Regions from separate parts of the Mus musculus genome. Here region 2 is linked to region 1. A link is a contact called in public promoter capture Hi-C data. All regions are on one chromosome and are shown on one strand. The core of a region is the stretch at or near the end of the contact, and the rest is flanking DNA. Distances in the headings are between cores, read along the strand shown.

Region 1 (7,264 bases), core at 3,922-6,421:
TTGTTCCTCTGGTTTCACATTTTAAAAAGTTGTAAGTGTTGAATCAAACAAAATAATACATAACATGACAGGTGTGTGGTGTTCTGGTATAAGATACAAAACTTATAAATCCATTCTATCACTAGGAACTTATAGTTCTACCGCTTTTGCTTACAGTTATTTTCTATAATATTAATATTTCCAAGAATACATTTCTATATAAATTTTCTCATGGAGTCAAGAAAAATCCATAGATCTATGATAAAGGTGCATTTTCTATTTTGGTAGATAATGTTATTTGTTAATTCAGGTACTAATAGGAGTGTAGGACTTGTGTTTACCATAAGAAGACGTTGATTTTTAGCTATTTAATTACTTTGTTAGCATGTGAAGGAACTAGAAACTTATGTGACTTTGAAAAATATGAAAAAATTGTGTCAGTGTTTAAGCACATTTGCATCCATGTTGCTACCTGATACTGACTGATACATACATTGAGAAAATAACATTTGAAATTTGGAGTAATTTCTTATGTTGCTGAAAATATGAAAGTTTTAAGAAACCTGATGCTTTATAATAACAGGTCATACCACATATAATTACACATTCCATGTATAATTATAAATTCGATATGTAATTATCAAATGTCCCCAAATAACCAGTAGACACATTAAAGTAGATAGAGAACTGCCAGTAAGCATATTGACCTACAGGGAAAGGGTTTATTTTTTATTTTTTTTGATCCCTTCCCTTCCCTCTTGACACCTCCTCCTGCAGATTACTTGGTAGTGAACTGTAAGAGACCAGGCATGAAGGGATGGTGCCTCGTACCTGAAGTCACTGTTTGCCTTGTCACATGGCCATTTAGAGTGGGAGCTCAGAGTTCAGTTGGTTTGTTCAATGGACAGAAGTCTGGATGTACAATGACTCCTTTAATGGTTTCAATCTGATAAGATTCCAATCACTTGGGCTGAAAGGTTAAGGATGGTCACTTGGTGGCAAAGATTACAGTGTGGAATCAGTTCATTGTCTCAAAATAAATATCTAAAGTATTATACTGTTTAAAAATATTCAGAAGTGCCATGTGTCCAAGATTCTGGACAGAGCATGTGACAATAGGCAATGAGAGGAAGTCAATTTTAACCAAGTCCCAAATGATTAGCAAAAATTAGTTTTCAAAAGCAATCACACAATCTGATAGTCAGAAATGAGAAGAGAAATACAAGAAGAAAAAGTTTAAAAGAAACTTAGAAAAATTGATCGTGATCCCTTAAGGAGCTAGAGCAGAAGCATATAAAAAAATAAAAGATGAAATGAGAGAAAATGATAGAAATATAGAAAAACATAAATGAATCACCAATGCTTATATTCAATATAAATAGGGTGGCTATTGAGATCTCACACCTTATGTTTTGATTTTACTTTAACTAGTTGGGCTGGAGAGATGTCTCAGGGCTGGAGCGGTAGCTCAGCACTTAAGAGCTCTGTTTGGTCACCCAGAGGTCTTGGGTTTAATTCCCAGTACCTACATGACATCTCACATTTGTTTGTAGCTCCTACTCCAGGGAACCTGGCACTTTCACAGACATACATGGAAGCAAAGCACCAAGCCACATAAATAAAGAAATTAGACAGAGAGAGAGAGAGAGAGAGAGAGAGAGAGAGAGAGAGAGAGAGAGAGAGAGAGATTCCTTTAACTAGTAAGGTTAATTTTATACAAATATATCTGTCTAGGGCTACTGTTTCAAGCAGTGTAGATTTAGAATATGCATATAGAAATTCTAGCAGGTAAGTGATAATAAAAGTGCAGGAGATGGAGAATAACATATATACATTGTCAGAATGATGGCAGAAGAGACATTGGGTTCAAATAGCTTCAGAAATAATCAAAGATGCGGATTGTCAGGTTCTAAAAACCAAAACTGTCCCCAAGTAGGAATTAACCATCGTCTAAGAATGAGACTAGAGAGTTGGCTCAATGCTGAAGAGGACTGGCTTGTCTTGTCTAGGGCTTGGATTCAGACCCCAGCACTTACGTGGAGCCTCACATCTGCATGCATAGCTATATGTAGAGAACTCTATGTTTTCTTCTGACTTTGGTGAACACAATATTCCTGTAGTGCATAGACATAACTTGTAGGCAAAACACCTATCCACATAAAATAAAAATAAATAGGTCTCTTAAAATAATCTTCTAGGCACATTACAGCAACTGTAAAAGGAGAAGAAAAACCATGAGGGGGTGGAGGAATAGTCATGTTCTCTTCAGTCGAGCAGGGTTGCTGACTATTCAACAGCTACAATAGAGACCAGAAGAAAAGGTCAAGCTTACCATTTCCTGAAAAATAATAAAAAATAAGGAAGCAACCACACTCCTATGCTAAAACTGCACAGCAAGGTATCATTTTAAGAATGAAGGTAAAATGAAGACATTTTAGCGCCAAGAACAATGGAGATAGTTTAGCACAAGCAGATGCTACCAATGGAAGTTACAAAATGATCCCAGATGGTTGGTACAAAATGCCAGGAGAAACAGGAAGAACAAAAAGTGATAAATACACAGGGAAAATATAAGGAAACACAAACAACAGTTTCTGATGGTCTGTCTCAGCACAGCTTAGCAGCGTATGTAACATGTGTCATGGGAATGCTTTACATACACTATTAGACTTTGTATAGTCTGGGTTGAGGAGCTATATTAAAGTGTCCAGCAGGGTGTCCACTATTAACATTTGCTACAGAGAAGAACGAAGCAAATAAGACATTTAGTCTTTGCCCAGGAAGGATGGAAGGTGTTTGAATTAGCTGAGGCCCACTGTATTTACACAGCTTAATTTAGCATTTCCAGGTAACACCACAAGCTGGCTGAGTCTAATATATAATTCATACGTTGAAGTTTCTGCCTGTCCTTTCTAACTCTTGGCTTTGGGCAAATTATCCAAAGTTTCCAATTTTCGTTTTCTTAACCTTTGAGCCTATTGTGCACGGCTCTCCGCACAACCACACTTGGCTCCCACCCACTGACTTCCCTGAAATGTCATGAACTCCTTGGCAATGCACTATAAGATCTTTTCTCTGATTTGATTTATTTATTTATTATTTTTTTGTTTTGTTTTTGTTGTCTTCCCCTAACCATTCCGGTATTGCTTCAAAACTGCATTCATTTGTGTCCTGTTCCCTTCTCTTCCTTTGACATTATACCTGTATTTTTAGAGACCTCAAACTCGGAGTTTTGTCCTCATCTTGAGTTCATACAATATGGATTTGGCTTCTTACTGACTCAAACATAGACTCCATGGTCATACTCTGTGTGTGTGTGTGTGTGTTTGTGTGTGTTTCCTTCACTTGAGTATGTGTGTACACATGTGTGCACACACATGCAGGGGCCAGAGGGAGATGCTGGCTGTCTTCATCTGTTGCTCTCTGCCTTACTTCCTTGAGACAAAGTCATTCACTACTTTGATATATGTTCATATCCTTCCTTTTTATCTTTTATCACCTTATTGCTAACCATTTTCGTTATAGATTACTTCCTATAGCTATTCTTATGCTCAATTCTTAAAAGTACTTTTCATATTATCTACCCAAGATGAAAGAATTTTATTGAAGGCTACTGTTTGTCAGCAAATGAGTAGATAATCTTGATTTATGAGAATCACTTTCACTTGGCTCTCCTTATATATGTGGTTACGATTTAATCTTCGCACCCTTCTCCATGGGAGGAGTTGACTTTCTTTCCTGAGAAGACAATGAACTGTGCTTCTTCTAGAGCAGTGCCTAAGCTCTAACCAGCTCTCCTTAAGCAGAGCACTATCAGAGCAGTGCAGGGATAGCTGAATCTCTGAAGTCAATGCTCAGGCGAGAGAAACTCAGGGCATCATCCCTGCGGTCCAGCGATACTGCAATTTTATGTTTGCACCCTTGCCGTATGCTACGGGGTACTGTGACCTAGTGAGCGAATACCTCTCCTTCCTAGATCTACAGGTGGTTTCCCAATGATGCTACTACCAAAAATTGCAATAAGAAAATGAATATCATCCTTGCCTCACAGAGACTGCACTCACAAGAAAGAACCCTCGCAGAACACTTTTCACTTCCAATCAGAGTTTTTGAGTAAATTACCTATTTGTAATAATAAATGGCGGGTCCACCCAAGTTGGCTATCATCTCCTTGACACCCCTGACTCTTGACTCTGGCCTCCTGCGTGAGTTTTAGTCCTGGTGGCTACTTTGCTTCTCTTTCTTTGTGTTCTGTGCGATGGGTGGGAAAGTTGTTCTGGGAGCTTTTCCTAGCAGATAGAGTTTTTAAGTTGGAAAGGTGGTGACATGTCTAATAAAATTGCCCTGTCTCTAAGAATATTCTATATTTTGGACTTATCGCTGGGTCAAATATCGTGTCTTTCCCATTATAAATTATTGAAGTTAGCTCTATATAAATAGATTTTTAAAATAAAATTTGGATTGGAGACAACTATGAGATTGTATACTCATTTAGAAGTAGCAGGCCTCTAGTTCTCCCAAGGCTTTAGGGCAGAAACTCTGATCACACTACTTGTAAAAGAAAAAAAAAAACCATATGGATATCAAAGTTGAAAGGTTTTGCTAATGAACTACATATTCACTGTGTCCCTCCACTAACCTCTTATGCTCTTCAGAGGATCACATATTTGACTATCTACCTACCTATCTATCTATCCATCCATCCTCTATCTATCTATCTATCTATCTATCTATCTATCTATCTATCTATCTATCTATCTATCATCTATGTTTATATTTGTTTGCATTTATTTTTCTTTCTAAAAATATTTCATTTTTTGTGTATGACTGTTGTATCTACATGTTTAATGTTGTCACTGTCATCATTCCCTTGTCTTCCCCATAGAAACCTTTTTAGGGCATTATAATCTGGTTAAGGCAGAAAGGGCCTTACTCAGGTTCTCCACCATCTTCTGCGTTTCAAGCAAAGGAAATCCTTTTTCCCTGCCGTTTCTTAGATTTTGCTCATTTGGCACTGATTTTAGTGTTTGGGAATGTGGAAGATACAGAGCCAACTGGAGACAGAAAGAGCCATGTCATCATTAAAAATAAACAGAGACACAAATATGTCAGAGGGCAGAGGCAGGCACTTCACTTCATTGTGCAAGTGATTTATGGGGGAAGCTAATTTTAAACAAGCCTGAGCTGTGCTGTGTGGTGCCTTTCAGCCAAACAAACAGTCAGAGCGCCCTTTCGACAGCAGCCTGGAGCTGCTGTCTCCTCTCAGAGTAATCTCATTTTCTTGGTGGTGTAAAAGGCAGTAAGTAGTAAGGGGCTGTTTACTCTCAAAGGAAACCCTGGCTAAGACACTGAAGGCAGACCCTGTTAAATGCCAGAGTCAGGAGGACTCTGGCTGGGAGACAACTGCCTGCCCTCCAAGAGGCAAACCCACAAAGCCTAGAGCACCCATTAGCAACAAATGAAGCAGCCCTTTCCTCCTGTTCAGTAAATTCGTCTGTTTGTTTTTGTTTTTCCCTCAAAATAGCACTGAGACATGAAAGACACAAACTGGCTACCCAGGAAATCAGTGTGTGTGCTGCATTCAAGCCTCCTTATTTCTGTCTCTTTGGTAACAGATCAGATGAGGGCTGAGGGTTATTCTGAGGCTGGGCCCTTGGGTGGGCAGGCAGGTAGCAAAGAATCCCCCGGTTGAGAAGTGGGAGGGCCACCGTCCCGTGCCAGAAGTGCAACTCAGGATTAGTGGACTCTGTCTTTAGATTGGAGGCCTTACGTTGTTAGTTTTCTCTGCCTCCCAGTTTCATGGTCCCTCTACACATATCTCCAAAGGCCAACACCGAATCTAAAGCCCCTATAGTTCAATATTCTTCTATGGATCCCATCATAGATGTGTGTATGTGTGTGTGTGTGAGATCACATGTTGCCTGAAATAACTTCAATGAATATATGTGTAGTATGAGCCATACAGATGTGTACCAAAGGCTACCTGAAAAGTCTAAGATTGGAGCACTGTGATTAACTAAAATGTGATATGTTTAGGGAAATATACCAGAATATTTCTGCTCTTTGAGAAGAAGGAGTAGGACATATGTCCCTTTGTTCCCCACCTAGTGGCAGCTTGGAAAGACCCATCAGGAGAGCTTCACTTCTTCCTTTGGATTCTGTGAACAGAGTGGATATGCCAAAGGGTTCCAGCAACCAGTGAGGCCCAAGCACTGACAAATGAGAACTGAAATCAACTATGCAACTGGAGTCAGCTCCTGCAGTGTTCTGCTTTGCCAAGTATTTACTCTTAGGTTCCCAAATAGTGGGAGGTCTGGAGCCCTGGCAGGAGGCTGGAAAGCCAAAGGCATTGGCTGGGAGCTTAGGGAGAGCTCAGAGCATGTTATTCACCAATTACATTGAGAGCACCTTAACACATACACAGAGAAGATGCTCTTCTAGTGTGCCCCAGCAGGCTAGCAGACCTCCACAGCAAACCAAGTAGGAATTGTGGCCAGGGAATTCTTGCATGGTTTCCAAGCCCTGGTCATACTACATGCTCCCCATGGAGACGTCAGCCATATGAGCTGGAGAAAGAGTAGTGACCTTCATCCCTTAAGGGTATTTTGCTTGCAAAGCTGCTAGGGAGGAACATAGGACAAGAGCAGAGATGATTTAAGGTAGAGTGCAAACTCAACAAAATGCAGTGATCACCAGTCCTCAGATTGCTGATTTTAATGCATAAATTTCATTCATGGGAATCGCAAAACAAGCAATTCCCATTAAGCATGGTTATCAAAATATTTCAAAAATCCTTAACATATTAAATAACCAGATCTAGAGACAATGCTAATAAGTGCAATTTTCATAAATATGAAGTCCTAATAAGCATAAGAAACTCCTGTCACAGTCACATTAGCCTATAAAGGCACATAATGATTGCACTGGTGTCAAGAGAGCTAACCTCTAATAAAGCTGTGTTTGTAATGAAAAACACGGATAGTCTTGCAAACCTGAAGTTAGAGGATGGTGAAAACAAATAAACAAACCGTTCACATTTAAAGAAGCCAAAGGTTTTCTCTCATAAGACCAGTTGGGAAATAGATCCTTTGTGCCAAGGGGCTCAGGTAGAATCCCCATAAGAATAACCCGTCAGAGGCAAAATGAATTGTAAAAATCTGTCCGAGGCCAAGGAAACCCAGTGTGCACAGGTGCCAGTCAGATACGGCATTTCCAAGCCTTTGGGCTGTCATCTTTCTCCTGTGTAAGCAAGAGACTGGGAAGTTAATACAGGACATGGCAGAGG
Region 2 (7,318 bases), core at 3,194-5,693, 600 kb before region 1:
AGGGGAGACAGGGATGGAGAGCAGAGAGACAGATGCTCAGGGGAAGTTAGTCCGGAGGAACGTGAAGACTCAGTGCATCCAAGTGTGGTGGAGTGGGGTGAAATTGTGAAGCTGAGGCTGACCATAGGAGCTACAGAGGACAATCTGTGCTTCACCTTAGCACCTTGGGCAGACACGGAAGACTCGAGGCTAGGGAAGTTTGTGAAAGATTTAGAAGCCAAGACGGCGTTTGCTGGGTTCAGCTGAGCATGCTCTAGAAGCTCCTTCTGGGCAGGAAGGAAGAGAGTGTGTTGGGCCAGTTCTCCTTCAAGGAACTTCTTCTTGCTACTGGTCTTCCCTCTTAGGAACCCATAAAGTCGGGCACTGTGGGTAATTATAGGCTTAAAGAGGCCCAGGGCTGGGAGTCTGAAGATATGTGGGGAGTGTGCTGTGGACAGGAGCCAGAGTGCTGGCCTAGCTGCAAGTGAGGGAATGGGACACCCAGACACCCAAGGTCCCCATAACGTGTCCCAGAGCAGGTCCATTTACAGGCATCTAAGGATGGAGCTCAATGTTGCCACAAGCCAGTCACCAATACTCTGGTCCTAGTTTTTTTTTCTCAGGGTTTGTTTCTGTGGTTGCTGAGGTAGGTTCTTGGTACAGTGGATGCTTTCTTTTGGAGTTCTTGGTCTCAGTGGGTTCTGCATGGTGAAGAAAGCTATGTTCTTCCAAGGCAGAAGTGCTTCCCAGGCATTTTGAATAGGCTGCCTGGGGTTTCCTTCTTGTCATGTCCTCTACCTTCTTCACTTAAACCCATTTGAGAAAGACAATCCATGTGGCTTGAAAACTTCATGAACAACGGAGACTAGAGCTGGAAAGATTTGTATTTGAATTCTCCTCTTCCCACCCTCTGTATCTCTCCTGGAAAAAGTTCCTTTTGCTCAGGAAGCCTCAGTTTTCTCATCTCTGCAATGGGATGACAACACCCATTGCAGGTTAGTTGGGAGCACCAGACTTAATGGATAGGTGTTAATACGTAACAGCCATGAAGTCAGTATTTTGACTATGCCATTCCTCCTTACCCTTGTTTTAAAGATGTACAAAGACATACAAAGCCTTCCCAGGGCTACTTCCCACACTCCGTTTATGGGATAGATGATCTTAAAGAAGATGGAAACAAGACCCAGACAGACGGAGGGTCTTGTGAAAGCCGCTCTGGCTAATTAAGCTCTGTTTGTAGTTCTTTGGCAAAGCACAATCATTTGTTAGCTCTAATTAAAAGAAACTATAAAAACAACATAGAACCCAACTGAATGTTTGGAAGACAGAGGGTGGGGGATCAACCCTGTCTCATGAGGTTGGCAGCCTAGCAGTGCAGCAAGGACCCAGCTCATCCATGCTGGTCTGGACCACAGTGCCACAGTGCCACAGTGCCCTGTTCCCCATTCCAGATGAACCATTATCCCGTTAATGGTTTCCTGTGATGTCATCAAACTGCCACTGAGTTTTGCTTTCATTTTCCCCCAGCTTAAGGTTCTGGTAGACACCTCTTTATGAACACAGAATATGTCTCCTTTTTTGTTTCATTTGCTTCAGATAAATTCACAGAAGCAGAGTTGGTGGGTCTTGGGGAAAGGAACACTTTTTGTGGTCCATGATACATATTTTCCAATTTACCTTCCATAAAGGCTCTTGTTTACTTTGCTTCTAGCAAAGCTTATCTGTCTAGAAATTTCCACACCACCTTACGAGCCTTGAGTATTACTGTTTGTTGTTTAGCTTGCTACGTAGGTTGTGATTTCTTTTTAATTTAACTCACTTTCCTTTTTGTTAGTTCAAATGTACACATATATCTGTGCATATGTATCTGTGTCACATGTGTTCCAGTGAGTTCACACTCCGATTGGAATAGTATCGGGTATTTTCTGGGTGGTATTGGTAAGGCAAGTCTTTTGTTACAATGTGCAAAAAGTACCATGGCTATGTGTCTGCAAAAGGCATGTGCACTGTCTGCCCTGCCAGACAGTAATAATTGTCGTCCTAAAGCAGGGCTGCCTCCAAAGCTGAAGTAAACAAATGATTTTACAGCACACAATGGGAGTCCAGACTGACCCTGGTGAATGAAGTTGCTAATACGGCTTCCTGGGATGGATGTCAGCCAAGGGCTTCCCCGGGCGGGCAGGCAACTTAACAGTAGGTCCTGGTGACAGCTGTAAATATGGGACAGATAAGCCAAAGGATGAGGCAGGGGCTGGGCCATGGTGTGTGGGTGTCTGCATTGGGATGTGGGTGTGGAGTGAAGCCTAGAGCAGCCACACACCTCAGGGAAGGGGGCTTGGCATGGCTCAGGCAAGAACACTGAGGGCATCTGAGGTGGGGATGTGTGTTGAGAATTTTTCAAACCCCAGCAGAGACCCAGAACACCTCTGGTGGATCTGACACAGTGTCCAAGTGTTGGGAACAGGCAGACCCAGGTTCCCAACTTGGCTTTGGCTGCTGAGATTAGTGGAAGCTGTCCTTGTGGGCTAAAGGTTAGCTGGGAGCCTGGGCATGTTCTGTTCTCTTTTGCTTTGACCTCACTGGCCTCTCCAGGCCGGAATCCTTGTGCCTTTAGTCTGCCCTGTGCGACTCCCTGCTTGTGCTCAGAAGGCCCCTTCGAAGGCCTTTCTGCCTCTTTCCTCTCAGGCTGACCTTGAGGTGAGCTTCTTGAAGGCTGCTCTGATTCCTGGTAACACAGCTCCTGGAACACGCGTGTATCTGTATTCTGGATAAGCAACAAGGAAAATCTGCTGGTGGCCTCTCTTCTTGTGACATTGAAGGTATCAAGGTATCTGTTATTAGAGAATACACCCCTTGCTTGGACTTAAAAAGGGGGCGCCACAGTACTTTCTCATGCTTGAAGTACTATGCTAACCTCTCCTCCTCCTCCTGGAAGCCTTTCTTGACCTCTCCAGCTGGCAAAGGATTGCTTCCTTTGCCTTCCTCCGTGCCACCTTTCTTACAGATCTTACAGCCCTCGCTTGGTTGGTGCTTGGTCTGTTCTCAGGGTAACTCCCTTCCCAGCTACCCAACTCTATGGCCACGTCCGCGTCTTTTTTACCGCACCCTCTTGTGGGATAACCTTACCCCTCGTGCTGGCCTCGGCACTTTGAGGACTCTCAAGGAACATTTGCTGAGCGAGTGAGTGATGAAATCTTGCCTCTGACATCCACAGAGGGCTCCCGATACGGGTTCTCTTGCTTGGCCCAACTTTCCCGTCAAGGCCTGATAGGCATCATACACATTTGAATAATGACACTGGCTGGTGCTCATGGTAAGCCTTGGGGTACCAGCCCTGGTGGACAGTGCTTTACAAGCAGTGCTGAGTGCTATCTTTCCAGCAACACAAGGAAATTGGTATCCCCATCACCCTCATCACACCAGGACAAGTTTGAGGTTTGCTGAGGACAAGCGACTTGCCAAGGTTAAATCGTGAGGAAGGAACAGAGCTGGAATCTGACCCCAGTTCTGTGTACTGCCAATGTTCCTGCCTGGCCACACTGCCCCTCCTCAGGGTATCACATCTCCTGTTTTGCCCTTTGGACCTTGAGTTCTAAGGAGAAGGAACAGTGTCTTATGTGTCCTGGCATCTCCAGGGCCCAGCACAGGGCTGGGTGCAGGTAGGCGGCTATAAATGTTGATGAAAGAGATGGCTGGATGGACAGACTGCTGGTGTCTGCCCCAGCTCTGTTGCAAGTGGGGAGTTCCTGCAGTTCTACAGCACACTGGGGTGGGGGATGGGGGAGGGGTGGGGTTTAACTTGGGGCTGATCTTGTACCCGGGTTGTTCTGGTCATAAAACGCAAGGTGTGTCACCGTGGGGACACAGTGAGCAATGTGCCTGCCTGCCAGTGTATCAGATATGTCTTGCCAAACACAGGCAAAATGAAATGTCCTGGGAAGGCAAACAGCCTCCTCCCTCCTGTGCCAGAGAGCAGGATCATTGTGTTGTACCTACACGCAAGTTCCTCCAGTGTCCCCGCTGATGGCCATGAGAGATAACACGGGCCGTGTGTGTCTCTCTGAGTGACGAGCAGCTGTCCTGGATATGTAGGTGCTGTAGGGTCCCTAACGTGTAGCTGGGTCAGGTTATAATCTATCCAGGGAACAGGCTCTTAGGAGGGGTGAGATCTCCCAGCTCAGGGCTGCAGTGCTTGTGCCCCTAACATCAAGGACTGTGATCTGGGATTGGTCCTTCTGCTCCAAGCTCACTGTGTGTGTAGACCACCTGACTGTACTGGGGTGTAGTTATTGATGTATAACCAAGGCCCAAACGCAAATGGTGGGGGCACTTATTTTCACACATCTACCATCCGGTTTCCCAGCATGCCATTTGGTTTTGCTTACAGCGCCACCTCCAATGGGTTCAGAGATTCAATTGCAGACAGGAGCAGTGTTCACTTGAATTGGCCTTTGCTCTGTCTTTCCCTTTTACAGGGAGCAGTTCATTCAGGCTATTGATATCCCCATGCCATGGTTAGTGGCATGGAGTTAGTGTTAGCATTTGGCTTGATACCGACTTCTGCTAATCACCGTGCCCAGGGCAGGTCACTTCACCTGGCTGAACTTCTGCTTCTTCACCTACAGAGTGTTCTGGTGGCACACAGGTCAGTGGAGAGGGGCATGCATGTGGTGTTGCTCAGGACCAGCCCACTAATGGATTCCCTCAGGGAGGGCGAAGATGCCACTAGATCAGCCATCTGTTCTGTCCCCTGATACTTTGATATCCTAGCTGTCCCTGCATCCCTTTGATCTCCCTTCTTTGGCCTCCTCAGGACCAGGAGCCCTTTCCAATGTATCAGCTCACTTTTTCCTTGGTCCTCCCTGTTAGATGCTCAGGAACTTGTTTGGTGCAAGCTTTCTGTGCCACTTGCTCAACTCTGCACCGATCTGGGGCACAGCACCCCTGTGGACGTTTACCTCCCTTTCTGGGCCTTCACTGGGCCTATGGTTTCTTTCTTCCTGTATCTTTCCTTCCCTGCAAGAGTGTGTGTTGCATGTATCCCTGTAGTGGTAGTGTGTATATGTGTTGATGTATGTGGTATATATGTGTGGTATGTTTGGGGTATGTGTGGTATGTGGGTATAGAATGGTGGTGTATATGATCTGTACATGATATATAAGGTGTGTTGTATATATGTATGGCATGTATGATATATGTATATATATATATATATATTATGTGTAATATATATGTCTATAATGGTGGTATGTTCTGTATATACAACAAGTCTGGTATGTCTGGAATATATAGTGTATGTGGTATGTATGTTGTATGTAGTATATATGGTGAATGCATCTATACTGGTGGTGTGTGGTATTTGGTGTATATGCTGTGTCTATGTTTGTGTAGTGATATGTAACATACATGTGGTATGTATATGGTATGTATAGTATATATGTTATATGTATACAACATGTGTGGTATTTGTGTTGTATGTAGTGTATGTGGTATGTGCTTGTAGTGGTGGTGTTTATGATATGTGGTAAGTATATGGTATGCATCTGATATGTATGGTATATGTAGTGTATTAGCATGGATGTTTGGCATGTATGGGGCATGTGGCATTTATAAGGCATGTGTGACATGTATGTTGTTTGTTTATGGTTCATAGTATGAATGTAGTATGTATCTCATGGTGTATGGTATGTGTAGTATATGGTATGTGTTTTTGGCATGTGTGTTGTATGCAGTATGTATGGTATATAGTATGTATATAGTGTCTGGTATGTGCAGTATCTGTGATATATATGTTTAACATGTATGCTGTATTTGTGGTGTATGTGTGCTGATTCTACAAAGAAAAGTATGAATGAGTGTGGGCAATGCATCTGCTATATGCACTCACATAGCAGTGGGGGTGCCAGGTATCTGAGGCTGACATCTGAACATGTGTGTGTAGACAGGGCTCTCTGGCTGTGTGTGGAGTGAGTGTAAGGAGTGGAAAGGAGCATGAAGTGACTCTGGTAATGCCATATGCAAATGTCTATGTGTGTGTGTGTGTGTGTGTGTGTGAGAGAGAGAGAGAGAGAGAGACAGAGACAGAGAGAAAGAGACAGAGAGACAGAGAGAGACACACACAGAGAGAGAGACAAAGAGACAGAGAGAGAAAGTGTGTGTGTTGTCTCTGGTGTGAGACTGTGTGGTACGACATGAAAAAGTCACGTGAGCACATGTGTAGGAAGGCCAGCGTCCAGGTGCTATGTACAAGTGTGTGCATGACACTATAGAATGTGCAAAGAGGAGCTTGTGAGTGTGGTGAGTGTCATGAGTGTGGTGAGTGTTGTGAGTGTCGTCAATGTGATGAGTGTCATAAATGTGGTGAATGTAGTAAATGCGGTACTCCCTACTATCCATGGTAGTTAACACGGGATGCAGGAGCCTCAGTTGGTGGATTCAGCCCATGAATAGGTCATGATGGAGTGCAGTTGTAAAAGGGTCTGTGTGTAACAGACACAGGTGCTTAGGGCTAAGGGCCAGGGACCAGCTAAGTCAGTCTTTAGTTTGTGCTACTGGGGCCTCACTTAGCTCTGTGCAGAACTTGTCAGGGCAGGGGTGAGTCTCCTTTTGTACAGAGCCCTGATCAAGTCCCTGCCCATTCTCTGTCCCACACGGTGGTAGTGAAGAATTCCCATACGCCTCCTGAGCAAGAGTTACACTCAGGACCTGGGAGAGATGATCAGAGGGCGAGCCCTGGGCTAGAGCAGGCAGAGAAGGAAAGTGCTCTGACTCCAGGCTGCTTGCTTGCTCCGGATATGAACTGGGCTCTCTACTGTTCTGAGCCAGGCTCTCTCCAGTTCTCTCTGCTTCTTCCCAAATGAGGTTTGGAGACAGTAAGTCAATGACAATGGCCTTTCTTCTCAGTCATATTCTGAAATCTGTGGATGTCTTTGTCACCAGTGTCCTAATAAATTTTCTTTCTCAAAAAAAAAAAAGAAGAAATTTTGTTGAACGAATTAATGACATAAGAATGTTTATGGTTGCTTGGGAGAAGGCAAAAATATTTGAAATGTTCTTATTCTACAACACACAAGACCAGATGTGTGGCCACACTGGGAAGAGTGTGCATATGTGAATGTGTACACCCGTGAGTGTGAAATGTACAAGGGCAGAGACAGATAGCCCCTCCCCTCTAGCTATGGCTACCCCTGGAGCTGAGATTCCCAGGCTGGTCATAACTGTCATGGTTTACTCTTCTGGGCTGTTAGGGAGATAGGCTACAGTGACTGAGTGTTGGCCTAGGGTTTCTGTTTCCCTGGGAGGGGGACCTCTCCTTCTGGGGGATTTGTACCAGCAGCTA

What was found. Promoter capture Hi-C pulls out the DNA fragments that hold promoters and counts their contacts.
Region 2: a contact with region 1 is called in a promoter capture Hi-C map of liver. The contact joins two enhancer-like sites. A contact is called at or near these places in 1 of 39 promoter capture datasets (liver) and 1 of 115 datasets of contacts at active chromatin or transcription factors (embryonic stem cells).

The regions. Positions count from the first base shown.
Region 1 is chr2:159,730,493-159,737,756 of GRCm38.p6, reverse strand. No RefSeq gene overlaps it. Among named protein-coding and RNA genes, the nearest start is that of 4933416E03Rik, 210 kb to the left of the region's middle. Within about 2 kb of position 5,171, at least 53 of the 459 cell types and tissues checked have an H3K27ac peak or open chromatin away from gene starts, as enhancers often do. A contact at or near this core is called in liver, where this site is marked.
Region 2 is chr2:160,329,391-160,336,708 of GRCm38.p6, reverse strand. It overlaps Gm46773 and a transcript of Gm826 not described here. Among named protein-coding and RNA genes, the nearest start is that of Gm826, 5.6 kb to the right of the region's middle. Within about 2 kb of position 4,443, at least 18 of the 459 cell types and tissues checked have an H3K27ac peak or open chromatin away from gene starts, as enhancers often do. A contact at or near this core is called in liver, where this site is marked.